Linked DNA regions of Mus musculus: region 2 is linked to region 1. The links are chromatin contacts, called in public HiChIP or PLAC-seq maps. All regions are on one chromosome and are shown on one strand. Each heading gives the region's core, a stretch centred on a gene start, on an enhancer-like site or on the middle of the called end of the contact. The rest is flanking DNA. Distances are from core to core; before and after follow the strand shown. Region 1 holds the start of AU040320 (expressed sequence AU040320). Region 2 holds the start of Gjb4 (gap junction protein, beta 4).

The links. HiChIP or PLAC-seq counts read pairs in DNA pulled down with a chosen protein or histone mark.
Region 2: a FOXA1 HiChIP or PLAC-seq map of pancreatic cancer cells shows a contact between it and region 1. The contact joins the promoter of Gjb4 here to the promoter of AU040320 in region 1.

What each region holds. Positions count from the first base shown.
Region 1 is chr4:126,752,100-126,755,766 of GRCm38.p6, reverse strand. AU040320 (expressed sequence AU040320) reads right to left here and starts at 1,997. Exons shown (of 21, transcript NM_133886.2): 1 at 1,772-1,997. Ncdn (neurochondrin) reads left to right here and starts at 2,338. Exons shown (of 7, transcript NM_011986.4): 1 at 2,338-2,796. The coding sequence starts at 2,764.
Region 2 is chr4:127,352,573-127,355,803 of GRCm38.p6, reverse strand. It overlaps Gjb4 (gap junction protein, beta 4), which reads left to right and starts at 1,723. Exons shown (of 2, transcript NM_008127.4): 1 at 1,723-1,771. Gjb5 (gap junction protein, beta 5) reads left to right here. Exons shown (of 2, transcript NM_010291.3): 2 at 1-995. The coding sequence ends at 270.

The DNA.
Region 1 (3,667 bases), core at 748-3,247:
GACCAGCATTGTCTGGAATGGATTTCAATGCCAATGCCAAGAAATGAAGAGGCAAACATAAAACTCCAAATTGAGGTAATGCCTTTCTCTGAGCCATAGGCACCGAATGGACTCTTATCTCTCTCACTCTCTTCTACCCTTTCCTAGTCTAGTTTTCCCGTAATTGTACATTAGGGCACATGGGTCAGAAAAGAGGTGTGTAGGCCACAAACACATTGAAAAGATCATGAGGTGTAGCCTAAGAAGCTATACTCGGAAACTTCGCTAGCCTCCCAGGATGGAGCTGAGAGAGTGTATGTGTGTGTGTTCGTGAGTGTGTTCTCGTTTCTGCCTACCACAAAAGGATTTAAAACTAAAGGTGACTCAACACCTGTCATCAATATCTTGGCACGTGGGTGGGAAAAGCAAAAAAGAAAGGAGAAGGCTTTGAAAACAGGAGTAATAAATACCATTGGACTAGCAAACTGGTTACAAGTGCATGGGAGAGGCAGAGCTAATCTCATTTGCACTCCTAGCCATTTACTCGGCTCAAACCTACAATTGCCTATGGGCACAAATCACTGCTAGGGTCCAGTTAAAGGCTTGCTGACCAGAGGCAGGAACGACAAAACACTGCTAAGACCCAAAATGTTTGTTATCAAATCAAAGGGTAGCAACCCAGGGAGAGAACACACACACCCCCACAATACTCGACAAATGAAAATCTAGAAAAGCTCCCGGTAGTTCTGGCATTTAGGGCGTTACAAGTACACCCGAAATAAAAGCACGCTGTTGCAGCAGCTGTTCAGATACAGCAGGGGGTAATGTTTACTTAATACTTCAGGTTGATGGGGAATGTATCATAGTTCAGTCTGTCAGCTACATACGTGGAACTCCATTTATATACACAGCGATAAGATATGTTTGAATAACGACAGAGCCGGTCTATTCAACGGGTGTGAGTAATCAAGAATAAAGCTTTAAGAAAGAAAGAAAGAAAGAAAGAAAGAAAAAAGTCCTAGATGTTTGAGAAAGTTACAGAACAGACTGCATGAATAGCTTTGCTTATATTTGCAAACACTGTTTTCCAAATAGCTGGAAAAATGAACAGATTGTTCTAGGAGGTCGTCTTTCCAATTTGTTCCTAGTTTCCAGTCTGTTAATCACAAGATAGCACAAGGAGAGTCAGCTAAGGAGCTTTAACAGCTTCTATTGTCAGTTGGGCACAACCACCGTGAGATGAGACCAGGCAAAGCATTCCTGGAACCCCGCCTGAGGTCTTCTACTTTGACTTCCTTCAGTTCGCTTTTTGTGCTCACTGCAGCCACCGCAGGACCCTCTAAGGGGCATAATTGTCAAAATTCTCAAGGAGGAAGGTTTTCGCCAACGAGCCCAGCCCCGCCCCCTTTATTCTGTATCAACTTTTTTTTTTCCCTTTTCTTTTCTTTTAATCTCGATGGGAAGATCATCAAACACCAGAGACAGCAACTCGGGACGAGGCTGCAGAGGTCGAGAGTATCATAAGGACCGCAGTGCCTCAGCCTGGTCTGCCCATATGTCAGGGAATAGAGGGAGCTGCCTGACCAGGCCTGAGTCCCAAAGCGGAGGGGTTCAGATTGGGACTCTGGCACCTGCAAGGCTAGAAGCAGCAGATTTGTCCTGTCCCAGCCAGGAGCGCCATCTCCGGGTCCCAACGCCGGACCAGCGTACCCGAGGCATCGCCCGTCCCGCCTCTGCCCCTCCCCTGAGCTCCTGGTCCTCGGCCTGGCAGTCAGCCGCCCCGGCCACCTACCGGGGCTCAGGGCCACATAGAGGGGTGCCGGCTCTCGGCGGCCTCCGCCTCCTCCCGATCCATGGGCTCGGGGACCCCCAACCTTCTCTCCCCTCACGCAGAGGAGGAAGAAGGAAGTGCTGGCTCCCCACCCGGACAGCTCCCTCTTGCCTCAGCCTCCCTGGACAGCGACCGCGGCCGGAAACGCCGCCTCCTTCCCACCTCCCGGGGCTCAACCCGGAAACATACTCTTCACGCTGAGCCAGTCCTCCTGCCCCCACCCTCCGGAAGCGCAATTCCAGCCGCGAGCCCAAAAGTGGGAGGAGGGGCGGCGCTGAGGGGAGAGCTACGCACAAGCGAGGACGTCCGGGCCCTCAGCCTTTGGCCGCGAGCCCTTGCGGGGCGGCCCGCACCTTTCCTCCTTAGCTCGAGCACTCAGGCCCCAGACTCGGGCAATTGCCCACAAGCAAGATGGCCGCACCGGAGGCGCCCCCCTACTGCTTAGCGCCCTGCTGTGCCATTGGTCAGAGTGCGGAGTGAGCCCAGCGCCGATTGGTCGAGAGCGATGCGGGGGTGGGGGTGGAGCTGTAGCAGCCTGGAGCCAAGAGTGGGCAACGCGGCGTGAGCAGCAGCCCCAGGCTCCCGGAGCATCGCGCCCGGAGAAAGACTTCGCCGCTCGGGGCCGCAGCCTGGTGAGCTCAGCCCCCTTCAAGCCCTCCCCTGCATCTCAGCCGGAGCCTCTCCGAACCGGCGCTGATCGATGCCGAGACTCCCCAGGGACCCTATCGCGACTCCATCGTGCCATATCTCGACATCACCGTACCCTGTCGAGACTCCATTTTGTCACAACCCCTTTCAGTATTTATCTATCTACCTATATATTTTTTTAAATTTGCCCTATCATATTTGGGGGCTGTCCCCTTCATGTCGTGATTTCGCTGTGATCTCTCCGTGACATCACCGCGCCATCGTGAAGTGTGATCTCATCGCTGCCCTGTCGTTCGACTTCATCAATGTCGTGTTGTGACCTGGCTGCGGCGGGACAGGTGGTGACCGCCAGGATCCCTTCTCCCCTTCTCATCTCTCCATCACTGCAGCCCCGCTTCGATTATCCGGCTTTTGGATTCTGTTATCCTGAGAGCCACCCGACCCCTCTTTCCTTCTCCAGCCAGTGCCGGCACCCACAGGCTGTTAGCGGGACGGACAGGGAGAGTACAGGGAGCACAAGGGGTTAATGTTGCTGCTGCTGCAGCAGCAGCTGCAGCTCCTGCTCTTGCAGCCTCTGCAGCCTCTGCAGCCTCTGCCCGAGGGAGGGAAAGAAGAGAAGGCAAGGAGGCTGCGGGGGCGATTAAGAGCCCTGGCTGGAGGGGTGGGTCCACAGGGGAGTCTTCAAAGCCTTCTCTGGAGAGCTTGCCTTCTCACTCCTGCTGAAGCCAGTCTACTTTCTCTGAAGAAGGGAGGGGAAAGGAACCCTAGAATGTCCTTTTCTTCCTTGTCGGCGTGAGTCCGGATAATCGAACTTGACCCGTGTCTGTCTGCATTCCTCCCTGTCTGTCCTCACCGCTCACTCCTCGTGTGCCTCCTGGAGAGAGATAAAACCCGGTGTCTGGTGCCAGGGGCTGCTGAGCAGTTGGGCCAGCTCCTTCCCACTTCTAGACTGGTGAGGAAAGCTGTCCAGCTGAGCAGCGGCATGCATGGTCCTCATATCCCACTTTTCTGGAGGTGACCTTGGACCAGGGTCCCTTCTTCATCCTAAAGAATTTGTAGGTCCAGCCTCTTAAAGGGGCTCCCCCAAGGGAGGTCAGTCATGAGGAAGCCACCCTTCCAAATCCACCCCCCCTCCCTCTGTGCTAATCCCTCCCTACATCCTCCACTTCCACCCCCGCCCCCGCCCCTCCTCTGCAGAGGGATGCTCAG
Region 2 (3,231 bases), core at 474-2,973, 600 kb before region 1:
ATCTTCATTGTCTTCATGGTGGTCACGGCCGTCATCTGCATCCTGCTTAACCTTGTGGAGCTGATCTACCTAGTGATTAAGCGGTGTTCTGAGTGTGCGCAGCTGAGGAGACCACCCACTGCACATGCAAAGAATGACCCAAACTGGGCCAACTCTCCTAGCAAAGAGAAGGACTTCCTCTCATGCGACCTCATCTTTCTGGGCTCGGACGCTCACCCGCCTCTGTTACCAGACCGCCCTCGAGCCCACGTGAAGAAAACCATTCTGTGAAGGGTCCCTAGACTGGACTGGCAGGGTGGGCATGACCTGGAAGGTTCCAGAATCTCTCATGAATGTAGCTGATGGGGAGAAGAGCTGAGTTGGCATTGGAGGCAAGCAAAAGGGAGGACTCCCAGAGCTTTGGGATCCAGTTGTGCCTCCCGGCTGACTGGCCTTCGCTGAGTCACCCCTCTCCTCTGTACCTCCATTTCCTTTTCTGTTAAATAAACACACCGAGGGCCACTTCGCAGGGCTCCTGGGAGGGGAGTTTCACGAAGGCACCGATGAGCAAATGCCTTCCTGTGTGGCCCAGGGTGAGAGCTAAATAAAGATAAATGGGTTTACAGATTCAAGGTGTCCTTTGGGTCTTGGCCTTTGTACCCTTCCTGAAGTCAAGGGGTTTCCCTCTCCTCTAGAAAAGGAGTATCTAACTTTTCCTCAGGGCTGTTCCAAAGCTAACCTTTTGTCCCAGCTGGAAGTCTGGGCTGTGGGTGTCTGCAGAGATGATGGAGTTTGGCAGAACCGTATGTTGGGATGGAAAACACCCAGACTCTGAGTAAGCGTGGCTGCATCAGAACTCGGACAACTTCAGCTGAGTTCCTAATGCATTGCCTGTGGGGGTCACTGTGAGCAATGGCAAGTACCTGGCACGACCAGAGTTAGCCAGCCAAAAAGGCCACGTACGTGTGAATCACTGCTGTTAGGGAGTGCTCAATAATAAATGCTTGTGTGAAGTGAAGCAGAGGGGCCCTTCCTTGGGTGTACATTATTAACCTTCACTGTCTCTGCTGGACGCAAGCCCAGCACCCCTCTGTAGCCCCTGCTGGACCACACTCCAGCTTCTCCAGAGCCATTTCCAGCAGAAGCCTAGGACCACAGGGCACACAACAAGGTTACAGGCCTGGCACCAAGCCAACAGCAGCCTTTGAAATCACCAGCCTGCATTCCTTGTCTCCAGCAGGGCAGTGGGCCTCGAAAATCCAGGTGGCTTATCTGGGTTCCAAAACAGAAAATATATATTCCCCACCAGCGTGGCACAAGTCACAGGCTGAATCAAGGCTATCCCCTTCCATAAAAACCAGCCGCTAAGGATCTCAGAACCAGTTGCCTGAGGCCAAAAGAGAGAGTTGGGAACCAGGGCACAGGAAGAGGGACACACATGGCAAGCTGAAAGGAACAGGATCTGTGTCACTAGCACCATCCTGTACCTGGACATTTTGATACCAAACTCCAGCCTCCATCACTCCAGTCCCACCCACATACCTACCAACCCAGACAGGCAGGAGGAGGAAGGCGTGGGCCCAAGAGATGAGCCACAGGTGTTTGCTCTGCCACTGTGCCCAGGGAAGTCCTTCTGCCCAGCCTGCCTACCCACTCCAGCACTCTCTCTTGGCTCATTGGCTCAGAAAGCCCCACCCTGCTGGTAAGTGAGGAACAAAAGCTGCCTCCAGGACGGCCTCAGGCAGACAGACAAGCCGGCACCGGAGAGTGAGGACACGGGGACCCAAGAAGGGTGAGGACCGAATACAGCTGGAGACGGCTGTGGGGGGAGGTCCCCGGGGAAACCTAGGGCTGGGGACTTAGCTTCCCAAAGGGAACCAGGGGTGGGCAGGGACCCTGAAAGAACACTAGGAAAACTCCACAGAGGAAAGGAAATGTGCTATACAGAGGACAGAGGACCAGAGGAGAATCCAGAAGAGATTGGGAAAGAGTAAGCCATAGCTCAGTTCAGCTAGGATCCATTGAGAATGCACTGGGCCTGACAAAAAGCTTTGTCCCAGGAGACAGAGACGTCCAGTTTGCCTTCCAGCCTCCAGCAGGCTAACAAGGAAGCCTGGGCCAATGAGGTATGGGTGATGCTCCCTGCAGTGGAAGACAGAGGGGCCTCAGCACGTGTCCCAGGGATACATGGCTGCAGAAACCAGGAGCTGAGTCAGGGATGGTACAAGGACGGCTTGAGATGGAACACCCTAAGTACCCCAGAGCCAGGGAGCACAAGGCTGGGGTACACAAACATGGCCTGTATGAAAATGAGAGACATGACTCTCAGCCAGCCACTAATTAGGCAGTCAGAGAAGAGGGGTGCACCTGGGAAGAAAGATCAGTGGTGGGGCAAAGACCATGCCGGTACCCAGCCCCTGCCTCCTCCTTATCCCTTATACACACACACACACACACACACACACACATACAACATACACACACACACAAACACACATATACACACAAACACATAATACACACATACAAACACACACATACATTCAAACACACAATACACACACATAAACACAAACACACGCACATACATACATACATACACAAACACACATACACATACAAACACACACATACAATCCTTATCCCTTACATACACATATATACACACACAAATGCACACATACAATCCTTATCCCATACACACACAAACACATACATACACACAGCAACACACACATATACAAACACACACACAAACACACAGATGTACTCACACAAACACACAAATACACATACATATGTGCACACACACGAACACATATACATACACACACAAACACAGACATACATACACAAACACACACACACATACACATACACATACCCATGAAATGGTTGGAATTCCAGAGGGACCAACTGTGGTCCAGATCTCAAGACAATAAAAGAGATGAATAAAAAAGAATGCCTGTCTGTTCTGCACTGACACAGCAGGGTGGGAAAGAGGCCAAGCCACACCGATTGCAGAAGAGCCTTTGTTTAGTTTGGAAAGGGATGTCTCACAAAGTTCCAGAGCCACAAAGGAGTAAGGATGGAAACTGCTCTGAGAAATCTCCCAAGGAGTCAGAGTGGGCATTCCCAACCCAGAGCCCTGCCCATGCTGGGTTCAGGAAAAATGCAATGAATCTGACACCCACTTAAGGCCTGCCTACCCTGTCCCTTCTTGCCTTCATCCAGTCCCCAAAGCCATCTGAC